Regions from separate parts of the Mus musculus genome. Here region 1 is linked to region 2. Evidence: chromatin contacts called from public HiChIP or PLAC-seq data. All regions are on one chromosome and are shown on one strand. The core of a region is the stretch at or near the end of the contact, and the rest is flanking DNA. Distances in the headings are between cores, read along the strand shown.

Region 1 (7,334 bases), core at 4,459-6,958, 350 kb after region 2:
ATCAGTTGTTTCGCATTGCTAATTTTAAAAATATACCTTTTCTACCTTTTCTTTTTTTTTTTTTTTTTTTTTTTTTTTTTTTTGGAGACAGGTTTTCTCTGTGTAGCCCTGGCTGTCCTGGAACTCACTTTGTAGACCAGGCTGGCCTTGAACTCAGAAATCCTCCTACCTCTGCCTCCCGAGTGCTGGGATTAAAGGCGTGTGCCACCACGCCCGGCTTATTTTCAAATAAAATCAAATCAAGGAACAGTTATGAAAGGATGCAAGAAAAATAAGAGGTTATTTCAAATGCCTTATTTTATTTACTCGGAGAATGGGCAGACAGTGAGAAGGTTCGGCAGGCAGAGGCACCTCCCGTCAAGTCTATGCCCTCAGATCCTCTAGGACCCACCAGGTGAGAGCCAACTCCCATGCACTGGCCGCCTAACCTACACACATGCTATTGTGCTTACACACACATAGACACAAAATAAACTTCAAAATGTAAAAGAATTAGAATCTTTTTGAGACAGGATCTCATGTATTTCAGGTTGGCCTTGAACCAGCTACCTAGAGGCACTGGTAACTGAGCAGTCTACCAAGCGGGATATACATCCCTAGCCCCACACCAAATATTTTCTTGGAAAAGTCAGAAGCGATATGTTCCCTCCTCACGAGCACAGACGAAAATGAAAACTGTTCAGTTTTAATAAGATTTTCAAAGAAGCAGAGTGTGGGGGTGTACACCCATAATCTCAACACTGGGGAGGTGGAGGCTAGAGGGTCAGGAGTTCAAGGCTATCCTCAACTACATACATGGGCAGACTTTGTCTCAAAATACCTCCTTAAACTAACATGTGTTTTAGAAAGGTTACACCCTGGGATATATTTTTTAAGAGTAAAAGAACATAAGAACACATGTTCCCAAGGCAGAGGGAAGAAAATGGCTTTTTTTTTTTCACTTATAGATAACACACAGGAGAATGGCATTAAAACCTAGCCACCCACGGATGGCTCACTTGGGTAGAGCAGCTGGCTCCCACACCACCCTGTGGGTGCCTACCTGGAGCACAGGGCTGTTGTCAAAGTTGTAGGCACTCGGCCGTCCTTCCAGGGTTGAAAAGGCCACGTTGCCACCGGTGAGGGGGGAAATGTCACTGAATTCATCAGTACACAAGGCCTGCTGCTCGTCCCCTCCGGTCCTGATGAAGCCACGGTTAGCCTTTGAGTACGTGTTCTCACAGGACCCACTGTAGTACTGATAAGGAATCCAGGGCCCGTCTTCCCGAGTGCGCTTATAGATGGCGAAGCTCTCTGGACGGCTGGTGTGGAACTTGAGGCGCACGTAAGTGATGTCAAAAGCCTTTCCTGCGGAACAAACACATCAGAGTACGTAAGTCGTGTGGATGAAGATAAGAAAGGCCCCCCATTGCTAACTAGCTGTGAGATTTGAGGAAGAGCCCAGCATTAGACCAGGAAAACCTCAGGACACCAGACACACTAATGGCCCCGTAGGCTCGTCTAAGCCTGGAAATTGCCCATTTCCCCACAAGTGGTTCTTAACATAGGCCATGAAAACTTGTATAAGTGCGGTACTAATACATTTTAAAATAAAACCAAATAATGAGCTCACCTATTCTTACTCCTCGGGCTTCATTGAACGCTTAATTAAAATATCTTTTCTTAGAAATCTGAAAGCTTTTGGAATGGGTCCTCTGGGGACGTCCAGTACATTCAAAGCCTTTCCCTTTATTAACTAGAGTGCTTCTCTTGGTGCACTGTCCTCAGAACGGTTATCTACCCTGGGGAGAAGGAGGCTGTTTGGGACATGAACAGGAAAGGAGAAAAACCCTCATTCAAAGGCTCAGCAAAGAGACAAAAAGAGAAAGGTTCTATCTGAAGATGCTCACAAGAGACCATGTGAGAAGCCAGCTCTGAGCAACCAAGTGCAGGAGGAGGAGGAGGAGGACGACGAGGAGGAGGAGGAGGAGGAGGAGGAGGAGGAGGAGGAGGTGGTGGCGGCGGCGGCGGCAGCGGATTTGGGAGTTCCTGCACAGCTAGGGCATGGCCAAAGGTTTGGGTGGCAAGACCTCAGACAACACACAGCTATTTAATCCTCACCCAAGCTCTTGTGAGGCCTTAGAACACATTTGCTTTGCTAGGTCTCTGCTATACCAGAGACAGCCAGAGACCATGGCTGGGTCAACAAGTATTTGTTCAGCGCAACTCCACACTCAGTCCTGTGCGATACACTAGACACAGGATGTGAACAGACCAACTCTCTGCTCTCAAGGAGGTGGCATGTACTCCCCCTACGTAAAGCACCTCTTAGAAAAAACCTACCCTGACCTCCTGTGTAGAGCAGGAGCTCCTGCCCTCTGAGATGCTCAAGGAGTCCTCTGCCATCCAGCAAGGCCAGAGCCTCCTACACAGCTTTATCTACAGTAAGGCTGATTTTCTCAACTGGTCCAGATCAGAGAAGAGATTTAATAACTGCCCCTGACACATACACACACACACACACACACACACACACACACACACACACACACACACGCATGCAAGAAGAACATAGGACTATGCTCTATGAGGCCTGTGCTCAGGTCTAGCTCCTTTATTGTCTGATTTCTCTGTAGCAATTTCTCTTTTATAAAGATAAGGACAATCCTGCCCATCTGCTCTTGCATACCCTTGACCCATTATAAAGTTCTAGGAAGCGTAAAGCAATACTGTAACAGAGTTTATGAAGACAACTCTTGAACCAAGGGTTTGAACCTATTCAGACAAGGACCTAACTGGCCCAGGGGCTACTTCGTAATTACACTCACAGAAGAACACTCCACAAATACAGGCCTCCCTAAGGTACCCACATAGCACTTTTCCAAGCAGGTCACACACAACAGTTTCTACAGCTCTGTTGAAAGAACCATTGTCTCTGCTAAATCAAAATATGGCAAGCCATGAGGATGAGATTGTTGTATAGTATGCATGGTATTCCAGAAACTTACTATCTAAGACATTCCAACAAGGCAAACAGTTGATTCTGCACGGGAGTAGGTGGCTTGGGATTCTACTGGGCTTCCACATTACCTTGCGTTTCTTCTTTTCCTACCTTTCTGACATCTCTGTGCGTTTTAGCACCCTGACCTATGGCAGACACCTTCTGAAATAAGTTTGCATAAAAGACCCCTCATGTGTCCATAGCAGCAGAACACCCAGAGAGCTACACAAGGAATGGAATGGAGGGGCCAGGGCATGCAATCATCTGTGCTACTGAGACTATGATGCCTGTAAATGATTGAGACTTGAGGGCTCCCATGTCTGCCTCTGCGTCTCCTTCCCCCTGCCTGCCCTCCCTCTATCTTACCAGATTTCCTACTCTTATTGGTCCGTCTTATAATTCAACTCTGGCAAAGTGAAAACTAATTCAATAATAGGTGGATAGAAAGTAAGTCCAGGTTCTGATTTCCAATCCAGTGAGTCTGCCACGCTATCATTTCATCATGGGATCGATCAATCAAAACAAGACACTATGGCTTTGAGGAGCAGGAGCCAGATCAAATGATTGAGGAAATCCTAAATTCTGGATGCATCACCTCTTGTTCAGGCATAAGAAGACAAGCCATCCGTACACCCAGCCTTCAGAAAATACTTAGCATCTGAGAGTTCTGCTGCCCTTCTCCCTCCCCTGCCACATGTTCCCCTTAAAACAAAACCCTCAAGTGCAGATGTTTAGAATGGAACGCTCAAAATTAATTCCTATGTTCTGCTCTGAATCCTACAGTCCATGCTGGCTGAAGAGATGGAGAAGGGGAGGGGGCTGCCCGAACAATGGGGATGCAGCCATGCTCCCAGCAGGGCCAAGCCAAGGAATTCTGCTGCAGCCTCCTACGTGGTAAAATATTTCTAATCTCCCCGAGTACGGAGAAGCTCTTCCTGTCTCAGAGTTGGATGCAAACACTGACTGCCGGGGAACATAAACGTCTCTCTGTTATGTGCAGTTCAGAGAAATTCCATGAGGACCTTGTGAAACAACTGCCTGTATAGTTTACTGATGAATGATAATGGCCATACAGAACTTTCCAGGATTCCAAAATGCCTTCCAAGGGCTGAATCAGAACAAAAGAAGTTCCTTCTAAAGAACCAAATTAGGTGCCACGGGGCTCACTATTGAACTTACAGGCTAACTCTCTAGAAATCAGAAACTGAACTCTCTCTCTCTCTCTCTGTCAAGTCAAGATCAAGAACGTTAACACTAAGAAAGCTGTAGAACAGTCAATTAGAGACGGTGTATGTTTAGGCTACTAACTAGGCCTCTCCAAACAGTTAACACAAACAGTAGACGCAGAAGGCCACTGTTTGAAAACGTTCTCAGGGTTGTGAGCAGAGAGTTCCCAGGACAGCATGTCCAGCTGTGCACCAGCTGCCACTGCTGCACCTCAGAGATGACTGCACACAAATACAACGCCACCAGTCCACACAGTCCAGAGCCAAGTCAGGGCCGGGTTTGGGATCTTCAGGCCAACCCATGAGAAAGCACTGGGACAGTTAAGCACATCCAGGGTGTGCTGAGGTGACCCCAGCAAGTCCAGAAGAGTCATCCCTATGACTGAAAGCTCCGTCCTTGAGGGCCTGGGCGAAGAGCTGGGTTCTTCCTACTGCCGTAAGCATCATCTTTCAAATAAAATGTTGAAAGAGAGGAAGGAGAGGAAGAGGAAAGAGAGGGGCAACCAATTTCTTCCCCTTAGATTTCAGCAACTGTTCATAGTCTTGCCCTTTGTCAAGTAGCCAAATACTATCAGAAAAAGGGCACAGGCCCACAGAAAGTACATTTAAATTACTACAATTTTACAAATGGGATAACCTTGACAGTTTTCTAGCAAACGGTAATTTTCAACTAAACTTATTATAACAAATACAATGGAGCTTTCAGTCTGAGAAAGTCTCCTCTCAAAAGCATGGCCCGGGCCTTCAACAGTCTTATGTTCCAAGTGTGTGTGATGAACACATCCCTTCACATTTGTGCTACGCTATAACCCAGACCTGCTAAATGCAAAGGCAGAACATGGGGGGCCAAAGTATTTAGAGTTCTTTTGTAAGAGTTGGTCTATACATCAAAGGCTACTTATAAGAACCATGGTATATGTCAGCATGGAGCTAAGGAGAAGAACATGTTTTGAAGTGAATGATATGGTTTTGGAGATAAAAACATCCCAATTTCTAAGAAAATTAGATTTTTCCATAAAGTATCAAACTTGAAGTTTTGGTGAAGGCCACAATTCTGCCCTCTCCCTGCTATTCCCCCTAAAACCACCTGGTACTATCCGTCCCTACTGCCAAGGAACAGGTCTCCAAAGGCTGCATATTCTTTAGTAAACTGAAAAGCCACACTATTGTGACTCAGCCTGGTTATTAAACATGGCTGTCTCATCAGACAGCCACTGCACAGACCGAGAGACTTCTTAACTAATACTAAAATGTCAAGCATGCTTGGAAGGTCATTTAAAATAGGTGCAAATTACCATTAGAGACTACCATTTTCCATTACTAAACATCAGATATATTTATCTTAATCTGGGTACCTCCTCTGCCACTTCACGTTATAGCTTCAGCAAAAGAGATTAGATTACCAAGTGAAAAGCCAAGCCAAGAACTGGCTGGGAGCATGGCTGATTAACCCAAGCCTCATGCTTACAAGACTTAATACAAGCCCTGATTCAGGCTAGTGGGTCACAACATGCCTGAAATCCTTTAGCCGAGCTAAAGGAATGAGGCTGGTCCTTCCTCCCACTCATCTGCACACTCAGGGAAAAAAAAAACCTACTCACTCTGCTAAGCCAAGTTCTAGCTGTGGGAACCGACTGACAGGAGGGAGGCAGACAAAGAAGGCAGATGATTAAATTTACTGAGCGAATAAAGTAAGCAAAATGTCAGTGATGCATACGCTGGCTGCAGTAGAGGGACTTGAAACATGGGAAAGAGAAAGAAAGAAGACACCAGAATCTGCAGGTCTGTATGGCTCTATGCTGTCTTGTCTGCACAGAGGATGAGCATCAGTAAAGGATTCGTGAACAGACAGCCTGATGGTAAAACCTTTCCAGCATCTAAGGATAGCAGTGTAGTACAAACCAAGACCAACTCCGATAACCAACCCCACCTGATCCCCACAATACACGGAGCTGCAGAAGGCTAAAGAGTGCAGCTTTGTTTCTTCATTAACTATTTAGTCAGTGAATGACCCCAAAGCTCACGGTGACAAACTTCTGAGAATAGTCTAACCTTCCATTTTGTAAGAATACCTTTAACTGGTTGTTTCTGTAGGTCCCAATGAACACGTTCCCTTTCAACTCCCCACAACCATGTTCCGCTTCGCTTGCATCTCTCATCTATATGAGAAATTCCTATAAAACCACGTATGGCTCAGTATAAGATGGCTTTCTCAGTTTTCATGGTTGTGCGTTCATTTCTTACCACAGCTACCCACTAGGTCAGAGTTAACACTCCTCACTGGTCCCAAGAGTCGTATAGATCCAAATTCTTCCATTCACTCAGCAAATATTTACTGAATGTTAATATGTACCAGCTAGTCAATATTCTAAGCATGAGGCCACAGCAGAAAGGGAGATCCATATGGTGCCAAGCAGGTGGAGTTCACCGTCTAGTGGGTGTCAGAGCGGGGCTAGGGCTGGAATAAATACGCACTAATGTTGTCAACTGGGGGAAAGGCTCTGTCACTGCTTGCCATGGGAAACTTCAAGGACTTGAGTTTGATCTCTAGCCCCAACGTAAAGGCCAAACAGGAATGTGCCTACAAAATCCCAATGCTGTCAAGGCAGAGACAGGCTGATCCCTTGGACTTGTTGGCTAGCCAGCCAAGCACAATCAGTGAGTCCCTGATCCCAGTGAGGGGCCTTGTCTCAAAAAACAGACTCTGGGGCTCCTCGGGAATGGTATCTGATGGTGAATTCCAGCCTCCACATGTACACACTTGCACAACCATGAGCACTCATCATAAGCACACACACACTTGCGCACATGCACACACATTATCTATGTTAGATGATAGAGAGCGGGAGAGGGAGAAATGCTATCTAACATTGCATTCTCAGAGGTGACGGCACTAACATGGCTATGGCGATATCTGAGCACAGACCGTAAGTGGAACACTGCAACATGTGGGTGAGAAGCCTTCTCAGGGAAAATGCAAATACCCTGAGCCTGTCAGCAAGCTTTAGTTAGGGAGTGGTCAGGAGGTCAGTATGAGTAAGGTGGAAAGCACGAGGAGATGGGGCCGAGGACACAGGACTTTGTAGGTCATTGAGAAGACCTGGTTCTTACTAGGTGAAAATCCACTG
Region 2 (7,007 bases), core at 410-2,909:
CCGTTTCTAAGCTCAGAAATTAAAGGCTGCCCAATATAATGGCCAGCATACACGTATAATTTCAGCTTTTGGGGAGGCAGAGACCACAGGACCAGGAGTTCAAGGTCATCCTTGGCTACATAGTGAGTTGAAGGTAGGTTGATCTATATGAGACCCTGTCTAAAAAAATAAACATACGGAGATTAGTGGGCTACAGTGATGGTTCTGATAATCTTCTGGGTCTGGAGTCAAGCAGAAGTGAGCTGAGAGTTTGATCCATCAGAGGTGTAAAGTTGGGACTTAGGAAAAGGTGTAAATTCTACCCTGGATTGGAGTTTAAAAAAATTAAATGGGCTTTTAGTTCAGAACCTACATAAAAGCCTGTTGCTGCAGTGTGAGCCTGAAACTCAGCTGGGGTAGCTGAGATGGGAGGATGCCTTGGGCTGCTAGCCAGCTCAGTGAGCTCCAGGCTTAGCAAGAGACCCCGACTCGAAAACTTAGATGGAGGGAGACTGAGGAGGCACCCAATGTCAGTCGTTGGTCTTCACATGCATGTGCACATACATACACACAGAATAAACCAACAAATAGCTCAGCTCTGTGAGTGGAAGAAAGCAAGAGTGCTGCATACACACAAAAATCAGGCCAATTGGCTTTCAGTTTAATGTTCACCGTATCTCCCATTTCTCTGAGAGACACCTACTTTAGGGCTAGGATAAGGGTCTGTTGTACAGCAGTGTCCTTGAATATTACAGCTTTCTATCTTGAGAGAAAGTTTGTTAAGACACAGGTGTTAAAGAAGAGATGAAACAACATAATATTTTAAGGCACGAATTTAAAAGAAGGGCAAGGCCCGGCAGTGGTGGCGCACGCCTTTAATCCCAGCACTTCGGAGGCAGAGGCAGGCGGATTTCTGAGTTCAAGGCCAGCCTGGTCTACAAAGTGAGTTCTAGGACAGCCAGGACTACACAGAGAAACCGTGTCTCCAAAAACCAAAAACAAAAACAAAAAAAAAAAGGGCAAAACAACAGGATGTTCTAAGACAAGGGCTTTCAACTTTGCTAATGCTGTGACCCTTTAATAAGATCCCCAACCTTAAAGATAATTTGTTACTTCTTCATAACTTTAATTTTGCTCCTGTTATGAATCGTTAATATCTGATATGTAGGATATCTGTTATGTGACCCTGTGAAATCGTTTGACTCCCCAAAATGTTGCAAAACACAGGTTGAGAACTGCTTTTCTAAGGGGAGATGAAACATTCCATTCTGCAAGAAACATTCCCCTTAAGCTCAGACCAGAAAACAACCCAAAAGTCTTTAGGAAGTCCCTGAAACTGATCAGATTCATTAGGCTCCTTCCTCCTCAAGTATATATAAGCAGTAAAGACTGCTAAAAAAGACAAAAGCTGAGTTTCTTAGAAGAGTCTCAGAGCAGCCAAGGTACCCAGGAAAAAGAAGAAATCACCCAAGTTGCCTAGAAGAGGTTTAGACTGAGCTACCTGGAAAGGACACAGCTATGTAGTGCTCTCCAGATTTCCAGCTTTGGTGAGCTGTCACCCATGCTGGTTCAGCTTTACTGATATAAATATCTTTGAGTCATTTCTACTCCCATAAGTAACCCCAATAAAACTTATTGACTCACCACATTGGATTCTGTTAGTATCTTTACTTTGGATTGATGACAGTTTCCTGTCTGGGTGAGTAGGTATTTGCTCATGTCTCCCGGGAATAGTGTCACACTACGTGGTCCTGAATGTATAGGGAAGCAACACTAAAATAGGAAGTGAGTGGAGAAGGTAGGAAGGGAGAATAACTCTCATGAGGAAATGAACTGGACTGGTAAGACAGGAAAGGCAGCCCCAGTCAAGCCCGATGACCTGAGTTTGATCTCTGGGAACTATGCTGTGACAAGAAAGAACTCACAACTACAAGTTGTCCTCTGACCTCCATACATGATCAGTGCCATGGACATACATATACCCACACAAAACAAACATAGTGAAACCATACTTCTGATTATATTACTGTGCACAAGGAAAATTGATGCAAAGTTTCCTCCAACCTCTCAACTTAATTTTTGTTTAATTACAACTGCGTTTCTAGTAAGGATACTGTAGTGGTTTGAATGTGCTTGGCCCATGGAGAGTGGCACAATTAGGACATGCAGTCTTATTAGAGGAAGTGGCAATGTGGAGGCAGGAATTTGAGGTCTCCTATATATGCTCAAGTCTGGTCAGTGTGATCTAGACCTTCTCCTGGCTGCCTGCAGAAAGATAGTCTCCCCCTAGCTGTTTTCAGATCAAGATGTAGAATTCTTGGCTCCTCCAGCACCATGTCTGCCTGCATGCTGTCATGCTCCTGCCATGATGATAGTGAAATGAAACTTATAAACTTAATTTCCTTTATGAGAGTTGCCTTGATCATGGTGTCTATTCATCACAATAAAAACCTAAGACAGATACATTAAACCTTTCCAATATTACTGTTGAGCAATTATTTTCTTGTAGTTCTGTTACTTCTTTTTTTTTTCTTCAAAGATTTATTTGTTATTATAATAAGTACACTGTAGTCCTTCAGACGCGCCTGAAGAGGGTGTCAGATCTCATTACGGGTGGCTGTGAGTCACCATGTGGTTGCTAGGATTCGAACTCAGGACCTTTGGTAGAGCACTCAGTGCTCTTACCCTCTGAGCCATCTCGCCAGCCCATGTTCTGTTATTTCTTATATCATGATCATATAGTAAGCAGGATAGGACTTTTACAAGTTTTTAAATTTTTTGCATTATGAGATTTCTTTATTGTTATTAGTACTTTTGCTTAATACTCTTTTGCCTGATATTAATATTTAACTTGCTTTTGTCGGGGGAACAGTACAAGTGGTCACGGCAGTCAGGAAAGTGAGGCACCCGTGGTGAATAGACACCATGACTCAGTTTAGATTGACTTTGTAAAACTTTGTAAACACAATATAATTTCCTGGTGTAATAGAATCCCCAAGGCACAAGGAAGCATAATTACGGGTCATTTTTTCCAAGATGAGTTCTAGAGATAGGTTACGTGTAAGAGCTTAAGGGCCTAAGGCAGGGTCCAGCCTGGTCCCAGTCATACACATAGTGTAGAGGTCGTTTGGGCTGTCACCATCTCTGGTTCTGGTTATGGGAACTTGGGAGACCGTCTGAGTAGACAGATAATGGAAGGGTCATTTGACTAATAGGTATCTTTGGTGCTGGTTGGGGGATCTTGGGGAGGTCCCTGTTCTCAGGGAAACAGATTACTAGCCACCTTTGGTCCTGGTTGTAGGGGCTTGGTATGGTCTGGCCCAACAGATAACACAGATCGCCAGTTATTAATCACCTCTAACTCCCAGCTTTCTGGCTGGCAGTACAGGTTTTATATCTTTCCTATTGAAAAGACAATCCTGCATGCTCAGCAATCCTGGTTTCTCTAGAGATCTGTGGGCACAAGGACCTACAGTATGGGCTGCACTAGAGATCCGTGGGCATAAGGACTTACAGGCAGCACTAGAGATCTGTGGGCACAAGGACCTACGGGCTGTACTCCTAACTCTTCCTCTTGCATGTTCTTTCTGGAACTTTCCTCTTTATTTTCAGCTTCCTTTAATCCACCTCTTTTTTACAAACAGCAGGTAACTGTGGTATTATTTCATTTAGTATCCTGACATTTTCTGTTTATAAGTGCAAGGTTAAATTCACAGAAGTATCATCAGTCTGAGCTGCTCCTCTATTAGTCTCCAGTTTGTACTTTGGCTTGTTTATTTATTCTTTTTTGTTTGTTTATTTGTTTGTTTGTCTGGTTTGAGAAAGGGATTTATTACGCAGCCCTGGCTGGCCTGGAATTTTTATTTTTAAGATTTATTTATTATTATATGTAAGTACACTGTAGCTGTCTTTAGACACACCAGAGAGGGAGCAGATCTCATTACGGGTGGTTGTGAGCCACCATGTGGTTGCTGGGATTTGAACTCCGGACCTTCTGGAGAGCAGTCAGTGCTCTTGCCCGCTGAGCCATCACACCAGCCCTGGCCTGGAATTCTTGATGTAGCCCAGGTTAGCCTCAAACTTGTAGAGATTCATTTGCTTCTGCAAGTGATTCCTCCCAAGTGCTGGAATCAAATATGTGCACCACCATGCCTGACTCGCTCATGTACTTTTGATTTTTTTTTACAGGTAATTTTTCTTTTTGTTTTGTTTCATAATTAAAAAATTCCATTTGACTTTACCTCTGCTGATTTGGACTTTGTAGATTTTTTTTTAATTGAATTTTTGTTATTGTGGTAGAAGTCAGAGGACTTCTGTGGAGGTCTGTTTTCTCCTTCACCAAGTGGGTCGCAAGGATCAAACTCAGGTGGTCAGAGTATAGCATCCTTACTCAGCCAGGCATCTCACTGGCCCTGAAGACTACATTTTGTCTATAGTCTTAAAAGCTACCATTGCATTTCTGATAAGCATACCTAATTCTTTCTTTTCCTCACAGTTAAAAAAAAAAATATAGCTATCCTCATACCCCCAAAAGATATATTTTAGCTCCTTGATGTATTAGATAACTATTTCCATCTAGAAGTTAATTGTATATTTGTGGGAGCATAAAACCACTACACAAGCAATGAATCCAATTTACGAGCATAATTTATTACTTTTTATGCTCACCATTTGTTTATCTATGCTAACATTTCGTTCTAAATTCACTTTTCTTGTGGCAATACATACTTTAGTGTTTTTTCCATTAAAAATAAAAACACAGTCTGGAGAGCTGGCTTAGCAGTTAGAGTGCTTGCTGCAGCTCTTCCACAAGACTGGAGTTCAATTCTCAGTGGCTCTCTTGATCGTCTAATTCCAAGAACTTTAGAAAATTCTCAGTATCATCTTGGATTATAAATTCCCCCACTATGTTGTTTCTTTCCTGAAGTACTATTAGATATGTCCTTCTTGTGTTCTGTGTGTCTCTGTGTAAAGAACTGCTGCAGAACAGCAGGACACAGCAGCCATGTTACTGGGCTCACAGGTCCCACGTGATAGGAATAACGATAGATATATCAGGCATAGTTAGTCTCCATTTCACAGTGTCCAAGATGTCCTGAGATAAAACCTGAACTTAAACTTCCTGGGGAGTTTTTAAAGGACAAGGCTGGAGTGACAAGGGCTGTATTGGAATGCTGCCAAGTGACGTTTGTAAGTGTCTTGGATCTCATCATACCATAATGACATCAGGGTGATTGGACTTCTTTTTTTTTTTTTTTTTTTTTTTTTTTTTTTTTTTTTTTTTTTTTTTTTGGTTTTTTGAGACAGGGTTTCTCTGTGTAGCCCTGGCTGTCCTGGAACTCACTTTGTAGACCAGGCTGGCCTCGAACTCAGAAATCCGCCTGCCTCTGCCTCCCGAGTGCTGGGATTAAAGGCGTGCGCCACCACCCGCCCGGCTGTGATTGGACTTCTTACATGGAGGCTCGGGGATTCAATAGAGACTCGTCCAGCAAACAGCTCTCGTGGCCTTTGGACTTCCAACTTCAGAAGTCATAAGGTTCTTCTACCTTTAGCCGCAAGCTCAAGATGCTGGGCGTGGCCCATTTCTTAGTGTAAGAGAATCTGTAGGCATGATTTAGGATTATCACAGTGTATCTTCTCTTTTATAGAGGGGCCTGGATTTCTTTTTTTTGTTTGTTTGTTTGGGGTTTTTTTGGGGGGGGGTTTCGAGACAGGGTTTCTCTGTATAGCCCTGGCTGTCTTGGAACTTACTCTGTAGACCAGGCTGGCCTCAAACTCAGAAATTCACCTGCCTCTGCCCCCCAAGTGCTGGGATTACAGGTGTGTGCCACCACACCCGGCCTGGATTTCTTTTTTAAAGATAGGATCACACTATATAGTCCTGGCTGGCCTGCAACTTGCCATGTAGACCAGGCTAGTCTTGAACTCCCAGAGATCTGCTTGCTTCTGCTTCTAGAATATTGGGATTAAGGTGTGCATTACCATGCCTAGTTTTTTTTTGGGGGGGGGTTGTTTGTTAGTTTTTCTTTTCTCTTTTTCTTTTTTGAGTCAAGTCCTCACTCTAGCCCAAGCTGGTCTGGAATTCACTGTATAGCCTAAACTGCCCTCAAACTTTAAGTACTTCTCCTGCCTCAGCTTCCAGATCGTGGAGATTGCAGGTATAAACCACCATACACAAGTTGAATAGCCACCTAGGCTCTAGGCTACATGAGATATTGTCTCAAAATTTAAAAAAAGAAGAAGAAAGAGAGAATAAAATGATAAAAGGACCTATAAGATGGCTTCTCTAAGGTGTTTATAGCCAAGCCTGAAGGCCCAAGTTTAATCTCAGAATCCCCGGCAGAGGCAGGCGGATTTCTGAGTTTGAGGCCAGCCTGGTCTACAAGGTGAGTTCCAGGACAGCCAGGGCTACACAGAGAAACCCTGACTCGAAAAAGAAAAGAAAAGAAAAGAAAAGAAAAGAAAAGAAAAGAAAAGAAAAGAAAAGAAAAGAAAAGGAAAGAGAGAAGGGAAGGGAAGGGAAGGGAAGGGAAGGGAAGGGAAGGGAAGGGAAGGGAAGGGAAGGGAAGGGAAGGGAAGGGAAGGGAAGGAAAGGGAAGGAAAGGAAAGGAAAGGAAAGGAAAGGAAAGGAAAGGAAAGGAAAGGAAAGGAAAGGAAAGAAAAGGAAAGAAGAGGGCAGAACCAACACCTAGAAGTTGTTCTCTGACCTCCACAAACACACTGTGTCACAATCACACACAGACACACACAAACACACACACACACAGAAACACACACACACTTCAGGTTTAAACATGAATCTCACTTGTGAACATCCTCCCCAAAGTGTCTCATTACTGCAGCTGAAGATGACCTTGAACTTCTCATCTTCCTGTTTCACCTCTGAGTGCTGGGACCCCAGATCTACAGCACAACACCCGGACTTATTTAGTGCTAGGAATTGTACTTTGGGCTTTTGGTACAGGAGGCAACTCTTTCTTTACCAGCATTAGATTACAAGTTCTATTTTCTCTATTTAAGAAAAAAAA

Evidence for each region. HiChIP or PLAC-seq counts read pairs in DNA pulled down with a chosen protein or histone mark.
Region 1: a FOXA1 HiChIP or PLAC-seq map of pancreatic cancer cells shows a contact between it and region 2. The contact joins two enhancer-like sites. A contact is called at or near these places in 2 of 115 datasets of contacts at active chromatin or transcription factors (astrocytes and pancreatic cancer cells).

Annotation. Positions count from the first base shown.
Region 1 is chr1:153,261,348-153,268,681 of GRCm38.p6, forward strand. Lamc1 (laminin, gamma 1) reads right to left here. Exons shown (of 28, transcript NM_010683.2): 2 at 1,043-1,347. Among named protein-coding and RNA genes, the nearest start is that of Lamc1, 68 kb to the right of the region's middle. Within about 2 kb of position 5,709, at least 62 of the 459 cell types and tissues checked have an H3K27ac peak or open chromatin away from gene starts, as enhancers often do. A contact at or near this core is called in pancreatic cancer cells, where this site is marked.
Region 2 is chr1:152,920,327-152,927,333 of GRCm38.p6, forward strand. No RefSeq gene overlaps it. Among named protein-coding and RNA genes, the nearest start is that of 1700040K01Rik, 11 kb to the right of the region's middle. Within about 2 kb of position 1,660, at least 28 of the 459 cell types and tissues checked have an H3K27ac peak or open chromatin away from gene starts, as enhancers often do. A contact at or near this core is called in pancreatic cancer cells, where this site is marked.